2 separate regions of the Macaca mulatta genome follow, and region 1 is linked to region 2. Evidence: chromatin contacts called from public Micro-C data. All regions are on one chromosome and are shown on one strand. Each heading gives the region's core, a stretch centred on a gene start, on an enhancer-like site or on the middle of the called end of the contact. The rest is flanking DNA. Distances are from core to core; before and after follow the strand shown.

The links. Hi-C and Micro-C count contacts between places; a contact is called where the count stands out from the background.
Region 1: a Micro-C map of CD4 T cells shows a contact between it and region 2, with 8 times the contacts expected there. The contact joins the promoter of ZNF397 here to the promoter of ZNF24 in region 2. A contact is called at or near these places in 7 of 14 Hi-C or Micro-C datasets (CD4 T cells, blood, cortical neurons and 4 more).

The regions. Positions count from the first base shown.
Region 1 is chr18:57,242,378-57,247,274 of T2T-MMU8v2.0, reverse strand. ZNF397 (zinc finger protein 397) reads left to right here and starts at 2,661. Exons shown (of 4, transcript NM_001261310.1): 1 at 2,661-2,690; 2 at 3,965-4,459; 3 at 4,719-4,860. The coding sequence starts at 4,046. It overlaps LOC106994479, which reads right to left and starts at 2,684. Exons shown (of 4, transcript XM_077974936.1): 1 at 2,470-2,684. The coding sequence starts at 2,665.
Region 2 is chr18:57,126,721-57,131,249 of T2T-MMU8v2.0, reverse strand. ZNF24 (zinc finger protein 24) reads right to left here and starts at 2,084. Exons shown (of 4, transcript NM_001266015.1): 1 at 2,011-2,084. LOC106994480 (a long non-coding RNA gene) reads left to right here and starts at 3,302. Exons shown (of 2, transcript XR_003724482.2): 1 at 3,302-3,397; 2 at 4,028-4,529.

The DNA.
Region 1 (4,897 bases), core at 1,412-3,911, 120 kb before region 2:
GGACAGGAGTCTGGATTTTTTCTCAGTGTCTCACTTTCTTACCTATACAAGGGAATCAGATTACCTATCAAAGCAGATATTACTGTTGCAAACTCAACATTCATCTATTTATCTCCCTTTTCTGCCTTTTTAACACAGCCCTAATTTCATGCATTCTCCCTCGAGTGTCTGTGTCCTTTAGGAGAGGCTGGCCTTCTCCTTAGCCCTAAGATATAAATTGCAATTGTCCTAATCCCACCATGGAGGCCTTACCTCCCTTATCAGTGATAGACGTAAGCACTCAAAGCAATTTCAGTTAATAAGACATGACAGAGAAATCTGCCGGGGAAAAAGAGTTTCCTTAATCTTTTAAAGGGGCAGAAGATAAAGGTGTTCCCCTTTTTGGTCTCTGAACATTATCTGTAATCTGGAACTGAGGGAATCATTTTAGGACCATAAAGCAAGCCAGATGGGAAAACAACACACTTAAAGATGGCAGAGCCAAAAGAAGAAAGAAACTTGTGTCCTTGACAATATTGTCCAGATGCAGAAGTAACCAACCCTGGGAATGATTTTATCTCCATGCATCTAGCTATTAGGATTTGTTTTAAAAAGGCTTAAACAATAAGGACATCTAGTAAGGTTCCTGTTACTGCAGCCAAAAGCATTTCAACTGATATGCCTTCTCTCTTTCAATAGTCTCACTCTTACGTAGTAGGTTTCTCAATATAACAAGGTGTGTTAGGTTAGATGCAAAGATAACTGCCAAAATTTCCTCCTACGATCAAGCCGCGTAATGTCTATTTCCCTTTTCCACCATTCTAGTCCTTCTGTCATGGAATACTGCAGAAGAATATAATGCCAGTTCCAGACTCAGGCTTTAAGAGAATTAGCATCTTTCCTCCTCCTTCACTCTTTTGGAAGCCAGTCATCATGTAAGAAAGCTTGGGCTAAACTCCTGAATGGAGAGAGGCCTTGTGGAGAAGAATCAAGTAACTTCAGCCAAGAGGCAGCACCAAGACTTCAGTAATGTGAGTTAAGCCATCTTGGACCTTCCACCCCAGTTAAGTGAAGATAGCTGACACCTCATAAAGCAGAGACTAGACATCTCCGCTAAGCCCTGCCTGAATTCCTGGCAACAGACCTGTGAGCAATAAAACATCTGCTGTTTTTAGTCACTAAGTCTCAAAGTGGTTCATTATGAAGCAATTGATAATTTATAAGCAAATTAATATTTTTTTTTGCTTTGTAAAATTGCTGTAGTCATTTCACAATGATAAAGAATTATTTAGTGAGTCACTAATAGCTTTGAATGGTAACGAACATTTTTTCTCAAATATGTGTGTTTTAACAGTCTTGGCTGACAAAGGAGAATTTGTTTCTATGTGTGTATGTATCGCTTTGTTATTATCCTATGTACTTTTTAAAATATAACATTTTAAATATGTAACATTTAAACATGTAAAATGTAACATTTTAAAAATAAATACAAATAAATGGGAAACAATTTGCAACAAATGAGTTGCTATCCTTAATAAGCAAAAAATTCTCACAAAGAAAAAAGAAAAATCTTACCCCCTTAATTTTTTAAATGGGAAAAGCCATCTCTGAAGAACCACAAATGGTCAATAAACATGAAGGGGGACCATCTTAAGCTCACAAAGTTGAAACATGAGGCATCATTTTTCGCCGACTAAATAACCACAGAAAAATTTAAACAGTAAGACTTAATACCAACTTCCACTGAAGAACGGGAAGACCCTGAAATAGGCTCCTGGAGTCTATGATACCAGTCTCCTTGAACTATGGGGACGTGGGCGTCCCTGGTCACAAGTTGCCTGACTTTGGACAATGTCTACGGCTGTAAATTGGGGACTATATAGCCACAGCACAAAGCTGTTGTAAGGCTCCAGTGATACTCATAGGCAAGAGCAATATAAGTGACTGTTAGTTTTTGTTCAGCCTATTTGCGTTTACTTTTGTCAGAGATCTCGGAAAAGAACTGGAATCACAGGAAAATCTTAATTTTTTTTTTGAGACGGGAGTCTCCCTCTGTCACCCAGGCTGGAGTGCAGTGGCGCGATCTCACCTCACTGCAAGCTCCGCCTCCCACGCCTCCCGGGTTCACTCCATTCTCCTGCCTCAGCCTCCCGAGTAGCTGGGACTGCAGGCGCCCAGCAGCACGCGCGGCTAATTTTTTGTATTTTTTAGTAGAGACGGGGTTTCACCGTGTTAGCCAGGATGGTCTCGATCTCCTGACCTCGTGATCCGCCCGCCTTGGCCTCCCGAAGTGCTGGGATTACAGGCGTGAGCCACCGCGCCCGGCCGAAAATCTGAATATTTTAATAGAAAATTGGGAGTGGGATTCGGGAATTACTCGACACCAACAATCGTGGGTGGCGCCGGGAGAAAGCCAGGGTGGCGACGGCCCAGGCGGCTTACGGGGCCCCTGAGTGCCGCCCCTCACAATGACCCCGACTCCTAGCTCACCCTCGCCTGGGCTTGGAGGTTCCGCCGGGCTAGCGGCCGCCGGGAGAAGGCAGTGGGACCAGTTGATCCCGCGGCTCTGATTGGCTACCTGAGAGCAAGGGGCGGAGCGGCGGGGAACCCGGCGCGCACGAGAGCGGAACACTGCGTACGCGCACTTCCGGTCTTTGTGGCTTGCCGCTCTGGGTCGGCGGCTCATTCCCTGGCCGCTCCTGGGCTTCGCGGTGAGGGATTTGGGCCCCTAGGAAGGGGGAGGTGGGGTTAGGAGCGCGGGCCGGACAGTGGAGGAGCCCCGCTGCTCGGCCTGCCCATCCCCAGGTCCCGGCCCCTTGGCTCGCGCGGCGTCTCCAAGCGACTGGGGAACTTAGAGGAGGCCAGCACTCAAAACCCTGCTTTCCAAAGGAAAACGCAGTTCCCCTGACCCCGTGACTTGGCAAATGCTGCGGGTTTAACCAAGGATATAAAAATAGAAGTGCGAGTTAGTGCAGCCTAACTGGTTAATAAACCTTAAATTTGTAGGCTAAATATGCTAATTAATCTCTAACGTTAATCGTAGTGTGAGGAATGAATTTTACTCATCTGTCCTGACAAACTAAGGGCATACACTCCTATCGATATCTCGCCATCCTAAAATCAGGTCAAGTTTGGTCTGTTTCACAACATTTAATACAATAACTATTTGTTACCATATTTTGCTTTTGAACATTTTTACTCCTGGGATATTCTAGGCTTTTTCAGAACTGATACTGATCTTTTTGCTGCTTTTGTGTATGTGGTACCTATTATGTTTTTGAACACGTGGTAAGCATTTTACAGATACGTCTTTGTTCTTGGTCAATTCCTCAGTAGACTCATTTATTCATAAGCAAAAACCTTAACCTAATGCTCAGTAAGTGCCTCAGTGTTTGTTGAAGTAATTTGGTAAACACCAAATGTGATCAAATGACAAATACCCAATATTTACATCAACTCATGTTTAATGTGAACTTAAAAAAAAAAGTTATTATTACCTTAAATGAAAATCAACATTACTTACTTTAGATAGAAAGTAACTAAAAATAAACGTTTAAAATCAGTATTACTAAATTCTGCCTAAATATTTTTACCCTTGGAAGTCTGATTCTGAAGCCTATATTTCATTTAAAAGAGAGTTCTACAAGTTGTATTAATATATACATGTTAGAGATAAATTTTTCTCCTTGATACAATCAGAATTAAAAGAATTGGAAATTTTCTCACTATGTGATTGATGTTAATGTTGCATACACATTCTTTGGCTTCTAAAATAGTTTTTTCTAACATTAATGGTAGGAATTCTTCATAATGGGAGACACTGATTGAGGTTAATGATTTTTAGTTTATCATCTCATTGTTTTATTTAGTGATAGCCCCAAATCTGCTCCCTTTCAATGTATTACTAAAGTTACTCATCTTTATTATTACAAGTTTTTAGAGATTTTATTGATTGCTGTAAGTTAACTGCTTTTATATCCTTCAGGAAAGAAGAGATTACTCACACTCCTTCTCAAGCACTGAACCCAGTTGTACTGAGCTTTTTGCTAAGCTGTTTCAGCCAAGAATGGCTGTGGAATCTGTAGCGATTTCAACCCTGATACCGCAGGATCCTCCAGAACAAGAACTAATACTAGTGAAAGTAGAAGATAACTTTTCCTGGGATGAGAAATTTAAGCAGAATGGGAGTACTCAATCCTGCCAAGAATTGTTTCGTCAGCAGTTCAGAAAGTTTTGCTACCAGGAGACACCTGGGCCCCGGGAGGCTCTGAGCCAACTCCAAGAACTTTGCTATCAGTGGCTAATGCCAGAGTTGCACACAAAGGAGCAGATCTTAGAACTGCTGGTACTGGAGCAGTTCCTGAGCATTCTGCCTGAGGAGCTGCAGATCTGGGTTCAGCAACATAATCCAAAAAGCGGCGAGGAAGCTGTGACCCTGTTGGAGGATTTGGAGAGGGAGTTTGATGACCCAGGGCAGCAGGTGGGAACAGAGAAAAGTGATGTGTTGTGGGAAAAGGAATTTACAGCCTGGAGCATGTAATGGTATCATAACAGTAGGATAAAAATTTTTATGTCTCTACTGAAGCCTAACCTGAAGTGACTAGTAGAGCCATACTTGTCTATACCCTTGAATGCTCTTTTCTCCCTGGAGATGTCATCATTGACTTCTTTGAGATTTTTACTAAGCAAGTTTTCCTAGGGATTTTCTCACAAAGCTAACCATATTTTCCTGATTTCAGGTCCCAGCTAGTCCACAGGAACCAGCAGTGCCATGGAAGGATTTAACATGTCTCAGAGCATCCCAAGAGTCACCAAACATCCACCTCCAGCCCTTAAAGACACAGCTGAAATCCTGGAAACCGTGCCTTTCCCCTAAAAGTGGTGAGGAATAGGAAATCATCTGGAAACTCTTGACACT
Region 2 (4,529 bases), core at 835-3,334:
GGTGATGGTGGTGTAAACAAACCTGTTGTGTTGCCAGTTTAACACATACAGTTATGTATGGTACATAAAACTTGATAACAACAATAAACGACTATGTTACTTGTTTATGTATTTACTATACTTTTCATACTATACATTTTAGAGTGTGCTCCTTCTACTTATTAAAAAAAAAGTTAACTGCAAAATGGCCTCAGGCAGGTCCTTCAGGAGCTATTATAGAAGGCACTGTTATCACAGAGATGACAGCTCCATGCACGTTACTGCTACTGAAAACCTTCCAGTGGGACAAGATAGGGAGGCAGAAGGCAACGATATTGATAATCCAGACCCTGTGTAAGCCTAAGCTAATGCATGTGTTTGTCTTAGTTTTTAACAAAAAAAGTTCCAAAAGGAAAAAAAAATAAAAACTGGCTAGGTGCAGTGGTTCACATCTGTAATCCCAGCACTATAGGAGGCTGAGGCAGGAGGATCACTAAAGACCAGGAGTTCAAGGCTCCACTGAGCTATGATCGCACCACTGCATTCCAGCCTGGGCAACAGAGTGAGACCCTGTCTCTAAAAAATGAATTTAAAAATAGCAAAAAGCTGGGCCTGGCGCAGTGGCTCACACCTGTAATCCCAGCACTTTGGGAGGCTGAGGCGGACGGATCACGAGGTCAAGAGATCGAGACTATCCTGGCCAACATAGTGAAACCCTGTTTCAACCAAAACGAAGGTTTGCTTTATTTTATGTGCTTAAAAAAATTTTACCACTTAAAAAATAAGGTATTTAAGAACTCCTTGGACTTAAAATATATGTGGAAAAAATGTTCACTTGCTGAGTAACAGATCACATAATATTGAAAAGATCATATGTGAAAAACAGATCACATATTTTGAAAAATTATCTTGCACATAATACGTAAATATTCAGTCTTCCACCACACCATACGTACATTTATATTTATAATGATAGGCATTAATCACAGAAAATTCTATTAAGAAAAGGCACTCGCATTAGCACCTTAACTTCTTGCAGTGGTCCAGTGTCTTGTCCTTACACTGGATGACTCACAGTTTCCCCAGTTCTACCTTCAGGGAAACTGTATGCTGTTTCTGGACCTTTATTATTTGCACTATCATGCCCGTGCTGTTGTTTACGACACATACTAGCAATGAGCCATGCAGCCTATGAACAACAACTTAAAAAAACTTATCGTAACCCAAGCAAGATGAAGACTGGAATCAGAAAAGGCCTTATCAGACAAGTAATACATACTGGTTTAATTAAATACCCTGGAGTGTGGTGGCCTTATAAATAAGGTCTAGCCAACATTGATTTGTTCCTATTCCAAGACCCTGCTTATCAACGGTGCAACTATTTCTACATATATTTCTCTTCCTTTCATGCTGTAGAGCATACTGCTTGTGGGAAATGGAGGGAAGGCCAACGGTCCCGACAATGTTTGGTCAGAGCACCTCGTTCCAGGTGATCGCCCACCTTACTGCTGCATAGACCTGCTGTGTACCCCGATCCCGGCCAGTCCTCTAGCCCCTCTTCCCAGCACTCAGGACGGCGGATTTCACATGACCAAAGACCACCCTGTGACAACAGCGTCGGAACCACGGCACTTCCGCCTGCGGCCGGTGGGACTACAAATCCCAACAGCCCCGCGCAAGTCTCGCCCCATACCACCTCCTCCCAACACGACTCCCAGAACCCTCCGCGAGACGCCAGGGCCTCGAAATAGAACAAAACCGGCCGGTGGGGGAGGGGGAAGGTGAGGGTCTCGGAGGACACCGGGGGTTAGAGAGCACTCTGCAGACGCCGAAGACCCAAGCAAGCCTGCCGCCTACCTCTCCCCGCCCCACAACTGCTAGGCGCGGAGAGCGCGGCCTGTTCCCCGCGCCTCCCGGGAAGCTGAGGAAGGTCCCGGGAAGGCTTCCCCGCCGGCTCCTGCTAAGAGGTCCGCAGACCCTAGCCCGGTGTCCCCCTCCCTCCCATAACGTTCCCCGCACACCGGCGCAAACCTCTGGCTCAGGAACCGCAGCAGCTTCGCTGTCCACGGCAGACGCAGAAACACCGTTCACAAGCCTTTTCCCAGAAGCCCCCGGCACGGGCTGCTTCCGGTCTGCGGGCCTGAGGAGGCGGGGAGAGGTAAAGCCCACGTTGCCATGGAGAAGCTCCCCGGGCGGGGGAGGGGCGGCCCCACGACAATGACCGCATTGAGGCTGCGCTTGGCCTCGCGCCTCGAACAGCCTAGCGTCCTCTGGACCGTTTAAAAGAAAAGTAGAGGACTCTACCATTAAGATAGTCCTTACAGTTTCGCAAGCCCTTTCACGTGCATTATCTTGTGGATCCTCTAAGTAATTCCCTGCAAGAAGGAATAAAAGCGAGTATTTGTGAAAGCTTACTACACTGTGCCAGGCGCTCTCGTCGTGCTTTACATGTCATTTATTTTTTCACAAATAAATGATGTAGGAACTTTCATTATCCCCATTGCACAGCTGAGATAGTTGAGGCACAAATACAGTAAGTAACTTGACAAGAGCTCACAACTCATTTGTGGGTAGCAAGATTTGAAACCAAGACGTGATTCAAATCTTTGGCTCCCACTAGTTATGTCACGGAGCTTTATTCTGACCTATTTGTCAGGAAAACTAGATGAGACAGGTTAAGGGTTTTGGCAACGATGTCACGGTGAATTTGTAGAATGCATGGTCATCTTCAAGCTGGGCATTTTATACCATAAAACAGCTGCTGACGCAATCATTTATTACAAATCAGACCACTTCACTCCCCTATTTAAAGCCCTCCAATTTATGCCATAATAATTTATGACATAAAAACTCCTTATAATGTCTTGTAAGTCCCCCATGGTCTGTTGCCTGCCCGCACCCCCAGACCCTGGCGCCCCCAGTCACCTCAGCTCTTCAGCTCCGTGTGGCCCAAGATCCTCAGCCTCACCGCCAGCCTTTCATGACACATGACCCTTCATGGCACTATTATTAATGGAAGTGATCTCATTTATTTACTTGTTTTTTGTTTTGTTTTGCCTTTAAGTCCCTTAAGGGCAGGGACCTTGACTGTCTTGTTCACCACAGCATCCCAGCCTAGACCCAGGAAGCTGACTGCCTGGTAAATAGAGAACACAATAAATGTTTGTTGAATAAATAAATGAATTGTGGGATGGTTACATTGCTGCCTTTAGTTAGGTCACATGATTGGCATCAGACACCACACAAAGGAGCCCTGTTGTTTAAGGACTGGTCAAAAGTGTAGATCCAACCTAACATAAGCATTTCAAGTTCCTCAGGCTTTGACTTTTTGCCTCATTCGGGAAAATGCCCTCTGCAAAGTGCCGTCAGGCTCTGCTGGGTTCGTGCATGAAGACAGCAAGTGAGCCAGCAGCTGATGGTATACCATTGCTTTTCACTCCGACCAGAGCCTTTCTCACAACCCGTGCTAACACTTCTCTCTTCATTGCAGGAAGCTTCAGAAATCCAGCCTTTTCACTCTGCTACTTGGATACGGCCCCCAAGCAGCTTGGCTGCTCTTCCCAACTTTTCCCTCTTTTCTGATTCATAAAGGCTAGCTGAAGTCATTTTTGTTTTATGAGTTTTTACATCTAATTAGTGTTGGAAAACAAAAATCTCAAACGAAACCTTGGGGAAGTTAAAAATGTTGCAAAGTTTTACAAAACCCTTTTCCTGTGATTATATTCTGTTTGTTTCTGTCACCCAGGATGTAGGGCAATGGTGCAATTTTGGCTTACTGTGGCTTCGACCTCCCGGACTCGGTGATCCTCCCACCTCAGCCTCCTGAGTAACTGGGCATTTTATACCATAAAACTGGTGCTGATGCGATTATTTAAAATTACAAATCAAACCACTTCACTCTCCTAATTAAAGGCCTCCATTTTATGTCGTAATAATTTATCTTGAAATGCTTGTGGAAGGCTGGACTTACACTTTTGACAAGTCCTTAAACAACGGGTGTGCTCCACCATGCCCAGCTAATTTGTTTGTTTGTTTGTTTGTTTTTCAGAGATGAGGTCTTCCTATGTTTCCTGGACTGCTCTCCAACTCCTGGGCACAAGTGACCCTCCTGCCTTGGCCTCCTAAATTGCTAGGATTGCAGGTGTGAGCCACCGTACCTGGCCTCCATTCTATTCCTAATTCCTTCTAAAATACTACATGGAAACCACAGTGAGGTTTTCCTCACTAAGTTACTCTTTTGAAGGCAGACGCTAATAACACCTGCTTTGAAACACCATCCTTCTGAGGTCCTCTGGGATTTTTTCTGAATGGTGGCCCTTGTTGCCATCTTAAAGGTCTAGTCAAGATAAAACATCATGTTCCTCTGGACAACCTGAATGGAGGGGGCAGCTTCATACCAGGGCCTGACAATCTTGCACATATCCACATAGACCACATAGGCAATGCCTGAACCACAGCTGATCTGAATCTTGGCAGAACACCTTGGTATCCTCCCAGAAGATGAGCGCAATGAGAGACTTGTAAGCAGCTCCTGCAAGGCCATTTCCCAC